Regions from separate parts of the Mus musculus genome. Here region 1 is linked to region 2. Evidence: chromatin contacts called from public Hi-C data. All regions are on one chromosome and are shown on one strand. The core of a region is the stretch at or near the end of the contact, and the rest is flanking DNA. Distances in the headings are between cores, read along the strand shown.

Region 1 (3,780 bases), core at 709-3,208, 130 kb after region 2:
ACTTGCAGCTGTTACTTTTGTTCTGACCTTTTCTACACAGTCTCTTTCTGTAAACTTTGAGGACCCCATCTTTATCTCTTATAGTTAGAAATTATATCATTAAGAACACAGCAAGGATTTTTCATCTGTTTGGGATACTCTGTCTGCGTGCTTTGGCCTCTTTGGCATGGGAAACTCTTATGATTTGGTGATTCTCAGCCCCGTGTTCCCGTCGGCTGGTTACTCTAATATCCCCACCCCGGGACTCGTCAGGAAGTAGAGCTTCTCCTTAGGTAACAGGTAGAACAGGCAAATAACTCATTCCTGGGGTTCAGTCAGGTATCAAATTCTGCAGACTTTTCCTCTGGAACCACCCAACTTCTCCAGATCAGGATGTGTGTTGGCAAAGTCTGCCTGTTGATATTTGGGAAAACAGGAAGAGATAGGAACTGGAAATCGCATATCAAGTATTCAGACTTGTACTGAATCCCCCAGAGTTAAAAAAACAAAAACTAGTAAACAAACAAACAAACAAAGCTATCAGATGATGATCAAAATATTATCTTTATTGCTGGTCACAGTTGGATAGAATTGTGAGGTTTTTTTTTTCATAACATTAATATTTATTGCTTTATATGAATACTGTATTGAAAGCCCAAGCATTCAGTTACACACGAAATTATACAATTATATACCGCTTCACAAAGGCAGTGAACACATTACAGTCTACAAAACCTACTTTACAGAAATTTAAAAATTCTAAATATCAAAAAGTACAGCTGAAGAAACAGGTATAAATTTGGCAGCCAGTAATTCTGACAGGGAAGTTGCAGCTTGCATGACTTTAAATATGTGAATTTGAAAATATTGAGTTTATAGAGTAGTAACCATTGTGCTTTGTGTTGATCTGAAAAATATAACACTGGCTGTTGAAGAAGCATGTTCAAAAATATTAATTCACTTCAAAATGTTATACAAATCATGGTGGTTTCTGTGCACCCCTAACGCCTCGGTCATTTTAGCTCAGGTACATTACTGAAGTCCTCTACTAATTCTTCCAGTACAGTGATGTTTCACACCAGTACCATGCGGCATATAGGATTATTCAGAAAGACAGATGTGATGTTGACAGTGTTCAGAAAAGCAACCGAATGTTATGGGACCTGTGGGCTCTTGAGATGGTTTCATGTCAGGCTCCGAAGCACTCATTCTACAGACAGCAAGCTAATGCTTGAGCACAACTCCCAAGATAAAGCACACTTTCCATAAATAAATGAAGTCTTGTTGTCTCAGGCACCTTAGAAGTATACAAAAGAATTTAGTTTGCACAGATCTCTTGGAATGTGTTTAACCTGGTATTTCAACAGACTGAAAGATTCCCAGGGTCTCACAGGGGCCAGATTTTTGTCTCAACTACTCAGAAGAGAAGATGTCTTCTGAAAGAAGTGAACTCAGTCATTACCAATAAAAAAGTATTGGCTGCAGTTGTTTGTTTTTCCATGTCCACTCTCAAGTAGACAAGCAGGGTGAGCGTGAGCAGCTTGCTCCCCAACGGAGCGTGAGCAGCTTGCTCCCCAACGGAGAGGAGAGGAGAGCAGAGCAGGACCTGACCGTCCGTGCCTGCTTCCCTTTGCGTTGGGGGTGCTTTACCAGTGGAGATTCAGGAGCATCACCAGGACAAGTGAAGAGGTGATGCGGTTGAATTGATCAGTGAGTGACCCAGAGCTGTAATCAGCAGCCTGTACTCTCTGTGTTGGCTTCCTTTTGGAGAGAATGAACAAGAGTCGGTGTCTAATTTACCCCAGCGAGCAGAATCCGTGATCCAGTCCTGCCCTCCTGTGTTCTTGATAGCCCAGTGCTTTCCTTCTGAGGCTTGCACTTTAATTTTCATTCCAAAGCAGTCTTTTGCCAGACCGCTGAAGAATTCATGGTTTGCTAACTCCATCCAACAAAATTGTAAGAGGGGCCTTTGTTGTCCTGTGAACTTCCTGTTTTGTGTCAGCAACCCTCCTTCTAGGAAGGGGGGGGGTAGGGGCAGAGTGTATGAAGACGTCTTCATGGAAACATTAAGCAATTGTTTTAATAACTGGGTTTAGAAGCACTGGACCAGCAGTCCTAAAATGAGTAAGAGCTAGACCATGGCTGTCTCATGGGGTGGAGGCTGGGCTAAGTACCTGGCAAATGTCCCTTGTGGTCATGGCCATGACACAGGAAGCACACGGTTCAGAAGTATGAGGTAGAAGAAACTTCCAGGTACAGGGCCAGTGGTCTCACAAGCTCTCTAGTATTTCTGGCTATAATTTAAAGAAGCCTTGTAGTTGGACTGTCTGAAAGATGTGTAGACCAGGGCGGAAAGCAGAAACCTGATCAGAGGCTTTTGGGTGCCCTGCTTTCTCATGGAGTGACTGCCTCTGCTGCTGCCTTATGGAGTCTTTTAAAGTAGCTTTTCCTAGTTTTGTGGGAAACTCGACTTGTGGTGTAAGAAGGGCTCCTATACACATAGCCCCTCTTCCCTCTGTGAGGTGCCAGAGAGCACATTAGGAAAGAAACAGACAGAAATTATAACACATCCACCACTGAGCTGCACTCCCCAGCCTTCATCACTTTGTAGCTTTTGCCATCGTATAACTATGAGCGATGGTGTAGGACTTGTCAGTCATCCATTCTGTGTACCAGACAGGGTTTTGGACTAGTTTCTTTATGTGTGTATAGCGCCACTTGCTGGCTGTAGAGATGTTGCAGAAATATGAGATGGTAGAGGCTTAGAAATGCATATTTTCCTGCTAAAATTTGACTTTGTTTGCCATAAGTATTGTGAATAAGAGAAACATCTCAGCAAGCGGTTGGGGAGAACCAAGGAATGCTTGCACTGTTTATATATAGGTCAATATCCTTTTCTGTACCTGCTACTCTCATCATGATACCTACCTGCAAGAGCTGTGTGTGTAGTCTGATGGGGAAGAGGTTGACAGCACACTGCCCCCTTTTTCATAGGTGCACAGCGGAGGTATGATTGGCCTAGGTTAGCCCACTGGTTAACTCTCACAGATCTTGAGAGGGCACTAACATCTGTTTCTTCCTGGAGCCATGGGTCCAACACAGCTCTTTGTAGTCACTCTTCTTTTGAAGTCATCTCTGAGATAGTACTCAGTCAGATTCTGGTACTAATGAGCACATGGCACAACCATGGACTCCTGGCTGTCACAAGAATGGAGTATCAGTTATAGAAAAAGTGTTTTTAGTTTAGACTTGCTCCTTAATTTCATTTGAATACTAGAACTGCACACTGGCCAGACCTGAAATTGCTAGAGGACCTTGCTCCCCATGGGAAGACCGACTGACTGTGTTGAAGACAGGCTCTGTCTGCAGCCTTCTCTGGACTAGCCCACTGGCTCTTACAGCTCTGATGAGCTCCACTTCTGTTACCTCGTCATAGTCACCAGCCAAGCAGGAGCAGTGCCTCCTCGCTTCTCCTTGGCCTCAGCTTAAGTTTTAGCCCCTGCATTGGTGTTCTCTCACACAACTCCTGGATGGCACGGGCCCGCGTCTCCCTTCTCTCCTCCCTCAGCTCTTAGGTCTTTCCTCACAGAGTAGGTGCTGAGCGCTCCTGGCTGAGTACAGAGAAAGAAAGCCATGGCCCTGCCACTGCGACCGCATGTCAGGTGCCTGCTCCAGCTCCCTCTTCCATGTGTGTGCATGTGTGGGCGGGTGTACATACACATGTGTGGGTGGGTGTACATACACATGTGTGGGTGGGTGTACATACACATAAACAGACAGACTTTCAACTAACCCTTAGTT
Region 2 (3,734 bases), core at 843-3,342:
ACCCCTGCCATCTGCCAAGCAGGCATCTTTCTCTTTATGGCAGATGTTAACGCTTTCCTTCTTACCCCGAACTTGGGTGAAAATAGCAGGCAAAAATCTGTTTTGGTGCTGTGGTGGCTTCAGATTGTAATCGCAACTCTGCCTTTTGCCTCTGCCACCCTGAGTGACTTGATAGACGGAGCTGGTGTGGGGGCCTCGGAAACTGGAGGTTAGCTCTCTACCCTGAAGCAGCTCCCCAACAGGCCCCCACATGAGCTCCTCCAGGTGTCACCCACTTGCCACCTGTAATCCTTGGGGCCTGTGGCACAGGGTGAGGGAGGTGAAGACCCCCCCCCCCAGCCTCCTCTTGTCCTCAATAACGTGGGATCTGGTAGGGATACCCAGTAGCTCCCCTGTGCTTGGCCAGAAGCCAGGCTTCTGAGAATTTCAATTTAAATCTGTTGTGGGGACAAAGGATCATTATGAACTAATTAGCGCTTTATTGCTGCTTCTGGTGACTTAATATGTTCAGCGTTTCACTAATGGAAAGAAATGTAAGAACACCAAATAAGTAAACACTACAGCCCTGCACCAGGGCCCAGGCTGTATCTCAGCCTGGTAGAGCGCTGGCCTAGCATGCGCCAAAGCTCGGGATTCTGCTCCTAATACCACATAGACTGGAGTGCTGGCTAGCTTTCTATCATCTTCACAAAAGTCATCCGAGAGGAGAGACGGCAGAAGGTTGGGCTGTCCTGGGGAGCTAAGTACATTTTATAGCCTTCCCTTAAGGATTCTTGGTGGTGACAGATTCCCATGTCACTTCTGGTCCTGATATACCCTGCTCTAGGACAGTCTGAACGTGGCTCTGTTATCCCTTGAGTCAGGACCAGGCCAGTTTTGGCCTGGAGGCCACAGGAAAGGAAGGGCTAGCTGATCACCTGATAGCCTCCTGTCAGAGATAAGAAGGAAAATGAAGACCTGGCCCGGCAGGAGATGGACCTCGGGCTCCTGTGGAAAAGAAATGCATCAGGCCCTCCGCTAGAACCACTAACCGGGCAGAGGACATTTTGTGGTTCTGCTGAGAGGGGTAGGGACATGTCAGAACCTTGTCAGCCCTTGGTGTGGATAGAGATGCACTTCTGGGCTCCGCCCTGGCCGTTGTACGCAGCCATCTTGACTCCGTCCTCACTGCCATTCTGGAGACAGTGCAATTCTTATCCCCACGTACAGGTCCCTAAACTTCCAAGGAGGTCTCTTGATGGCTCAAGTAAGGAAGTGGTTTCTGAGAAAAACCAAAGGCCCCATGGCAAATCCGTGTATTTAATTCTTATGATGGACCCGTATGACCCTACCCATTCTGCAGATGCAGAAACTGAGCAGAGGTGGGTATTTCTCGTGGTCACACAGCTTGCAAGCAGGAAGAGTGAGGCCTCACGTGCAGGCCCCTGTGATTCCTGGATACTTCAGTTCCCCACCATGGGTCTTCACTGAAGTGAGATCTAGTTCACTGAATTAGCAGAAATCCAGTGAGTAGGTTTGTTGTTGTTGTTGTTTTTAAACTGTAACTTTAGATGATTTGCCTTTTGTGTGAGGAAAAGTTGGTCAGTCTCATGCAAAAGTAGGTTTTCTTCCCATTCAAAGGGCCTATTTTTGGAAAATCTGACCCTGTGTTAGAGAGCAGAGGGTTATTTTTGTCTGCTTGGCATGGGTCCCCGTGATCTCCCGGGTTTTTCTGGAAGCAATTAGCACTGGCAATGCACCTGCCAGCCCTTTGGCACTGGTCGGCCGTGCTCAGCCTAAGAGGGTTGAGGTCTCAGGCTGGAGCCTCCCCCAGCCCCCAGTAGAGCTGTGGTCCCCAAAGATTACAGACAAATTGCCAGGGGCCTGCTGTGTCATAGGAACGAGAATATCACCATAATTAAGGTGGGTGCCCCGAACGGCTGCACTCCACACGTGAAATTGAATTTTCTGTCATAGGCTTTGTCGCCGCCGCCGTGGGACCTTCCTGGGCCAGTTGCAAAGACCCTGGTTGTACAGATGCGGTGGGTGTCCTTCCTAGGCCACCATCTGTGCGGCTCCAGCGACTTCACGCTTGAGTACTCTCTAATGGTGATGTTTTCCATTGTTCCAGGGCCCTGGAGGCTGCCGTTTCCCTTGGGGGTGAAGACTTGACCCCGTTCTATGGTCTGGTGTCTGGTGGCAGGGAAGGAAAATTCTACAGGGTAATTGTTATCCGAGGGAACATTTCCTGGGGGCGTCTAGTCAAGGCTGTAGAGCAAACCTTGGGGTCAACCCTCTCTGCTTTTCCACAAAGCTCCGACCCCACACTGAGCTCAGAATGAACTTTTTAGAAAAAAAACAAAAAACAAAAAACCCCAAAAACCCATCCCGTTCGTGGATGTGTGTGACTTCAGAGGGACTGTGCACTGTCTTCTGTTTCGTCTGACACAGGAGTTGGAGGACTATTTTTACTACTCTCAGATCCGCAGTCAAGGTATCGATACAATGGAGACCAGGCAGGTGTCGGAACATATTTGCCTGTCGGAGCTTCCTTTTGTCATGAGAGCGATCGGTTTTTACCCGTCAGAGGAGAAGGTGAGTAGAAACCGGATCAGAGCTGGGGTGGGCTATTTATAACAAGTGCCTCTGGGAAGAGTCTCTGGAGCCAGCCTGGAAATATGCCACTTTTCTCAAGTAAATAGATCAGCAAGAAGACTCTGAGAACTCACACAATGAGCTCCTGAGTAACTGACTGGAGGTAAAGATGTGTCCTGTTCCCGAAGACCAATTCCTTGAGCATGTGTGATGTTAGACGCACCAGGGCCTCCTAAACCTTTGCTGACTTGGCGTCGCTGGCCAGTGGGAGTTCATGAGCAGATACTGAGAAGGTACCACGATCTCCATGTAGCCCTGACTGTATTTCAACTCGAACTGTAGATCAGGCTGGCCTTGAACTCACAGAGATCCCACCTGCCTCTGCTTCCGGAGTGCTGGGACTAAAGGTGTGTGCATCATGCCCGACCTGCAGCCCCATTTTTGCCCAAGTAATTTTTACACAATCCAGGGTATATTGGTGTATAAAATAGGTACACAAATCCAACCTTTGCTGATAATAGCTATGAAGAAACCTATTTTAAAAGAATCCCAGCACTTGGGAGGCAGAGGCAGGCGGATTTCTAAGTTCAAGGCCAGCCTGGTCTACAGAGTGAGTTCCAAGACAGCCAGGGCTACACAGAGAAACCCTGTCTCAAAAAAACAAAACAAAACAAAACAAATTTTGTTTTCCATACAGTGGTACTGTTTGTTAAAGACAAAAACAAATTTGCACACCAGTGAGATGGGTGTGTTTATTTCTTTCTATGTAAGAGTGAAATCTTAGCTAAGTGTTTGATGATGAAGGATGCAGTGTACTTTAAGCGGTTTATTTTTTTCAGAGGCGGCTGAGGTTTGGTTCTGTAATTGTTAATACGAAGAATACCGCTTCCCCTGTAATCCCAGCTCTTGGGGTTTGGAGGCAGGGGCTTCAGAAGCTCAAAGTTGTCCTCAGCTACATTGTAAATGTGAGGCTGGCCTGTCATGTCTCCAAAACCAAAACAACAAAAGTAGAAGTTATTAGAGAGAATCACTTAATATCTTGATAAATTCTCTTCTATTGTCTATATGTGATATAGTCTTATCAGTATTATTTTAACAAAGAATTGGTATTATACCGCACAAGTACACATACAGTCAGTGTGAAACTATGCTTACACATA

Evidence for each region. Hi-C and Micro-C count contacts between places; a contact is called where the count stands out from the background.
Region 1: a contact with region 2 is called in a Hi-C map of olfactory sensory neurons, with 3 times the contacts expected there. The contact joins two enhancer-like sites. A contact is called at or near these places in 6 of 39 promoter capture datasets (the C10 cell line, the HPC-7 cell line, embryonic stem cells and 3 more), 2 of 15 datasets of contacts at CTCF or cohesin (large pre-B cells and pro-B cells), 29 of 484 Hi-C or Micro-C datasets (the 63-12 cell line, B cells, the C2C12 cell line and 15 more), 6 of 115 datasets of contacts at active chromatin or transcription factors (the 230-238 cell line, T-cell acute lymphoblastic leukemia, embryonic stem cells and 2 more) and 4 of 9 other capture datasets (adipose tissue, embryonic stem cells, liver and 1 more).

Annotation. Positions count from the first base shown.
Region 1 is chr5:123,434,318-123,438,097 of GRCm38.p6, forward strand. The region is part of intron 1 of Mlxip (MLX interacting protein); the gene reads left to right. Among named protein-coding and RNA genes, the nearest start is that of Mlxip, 41 kb to the left of the region's middle. Within about 2 kb of position 1,959, at least 90 of the 459 cell types and tissues checked have an H3K27ac peak or open chromatin away from gene starts, as enhancers often do. A contact at or near this core is called in cerebellum and olfactory sensory neurons, where this site is marked.
Region 2 is chr5:123,300,264-123,303,997 of GRCm38.p6, forward strand. It overlaps Wdr66 (WD repeat domain 66), which reads left to right. Exons shown (of 21, transcript NM_001370840.1): 17 at 2,111-2,201; 18 at 2,431-2,574. Among named protein-coding and RNA genes, the nearest start is that of Bcl7a, 42 kb to the right of the region's middle. Within about 2 kb of position 2,093, at least 23 of the 459 cell types and tissues checked have an H3K27ac peak or open chromatin away from gene starts, as enhancers often do. A contact at or near this core is called in cerebellum and olfactory sensory neurons, where this site is marked.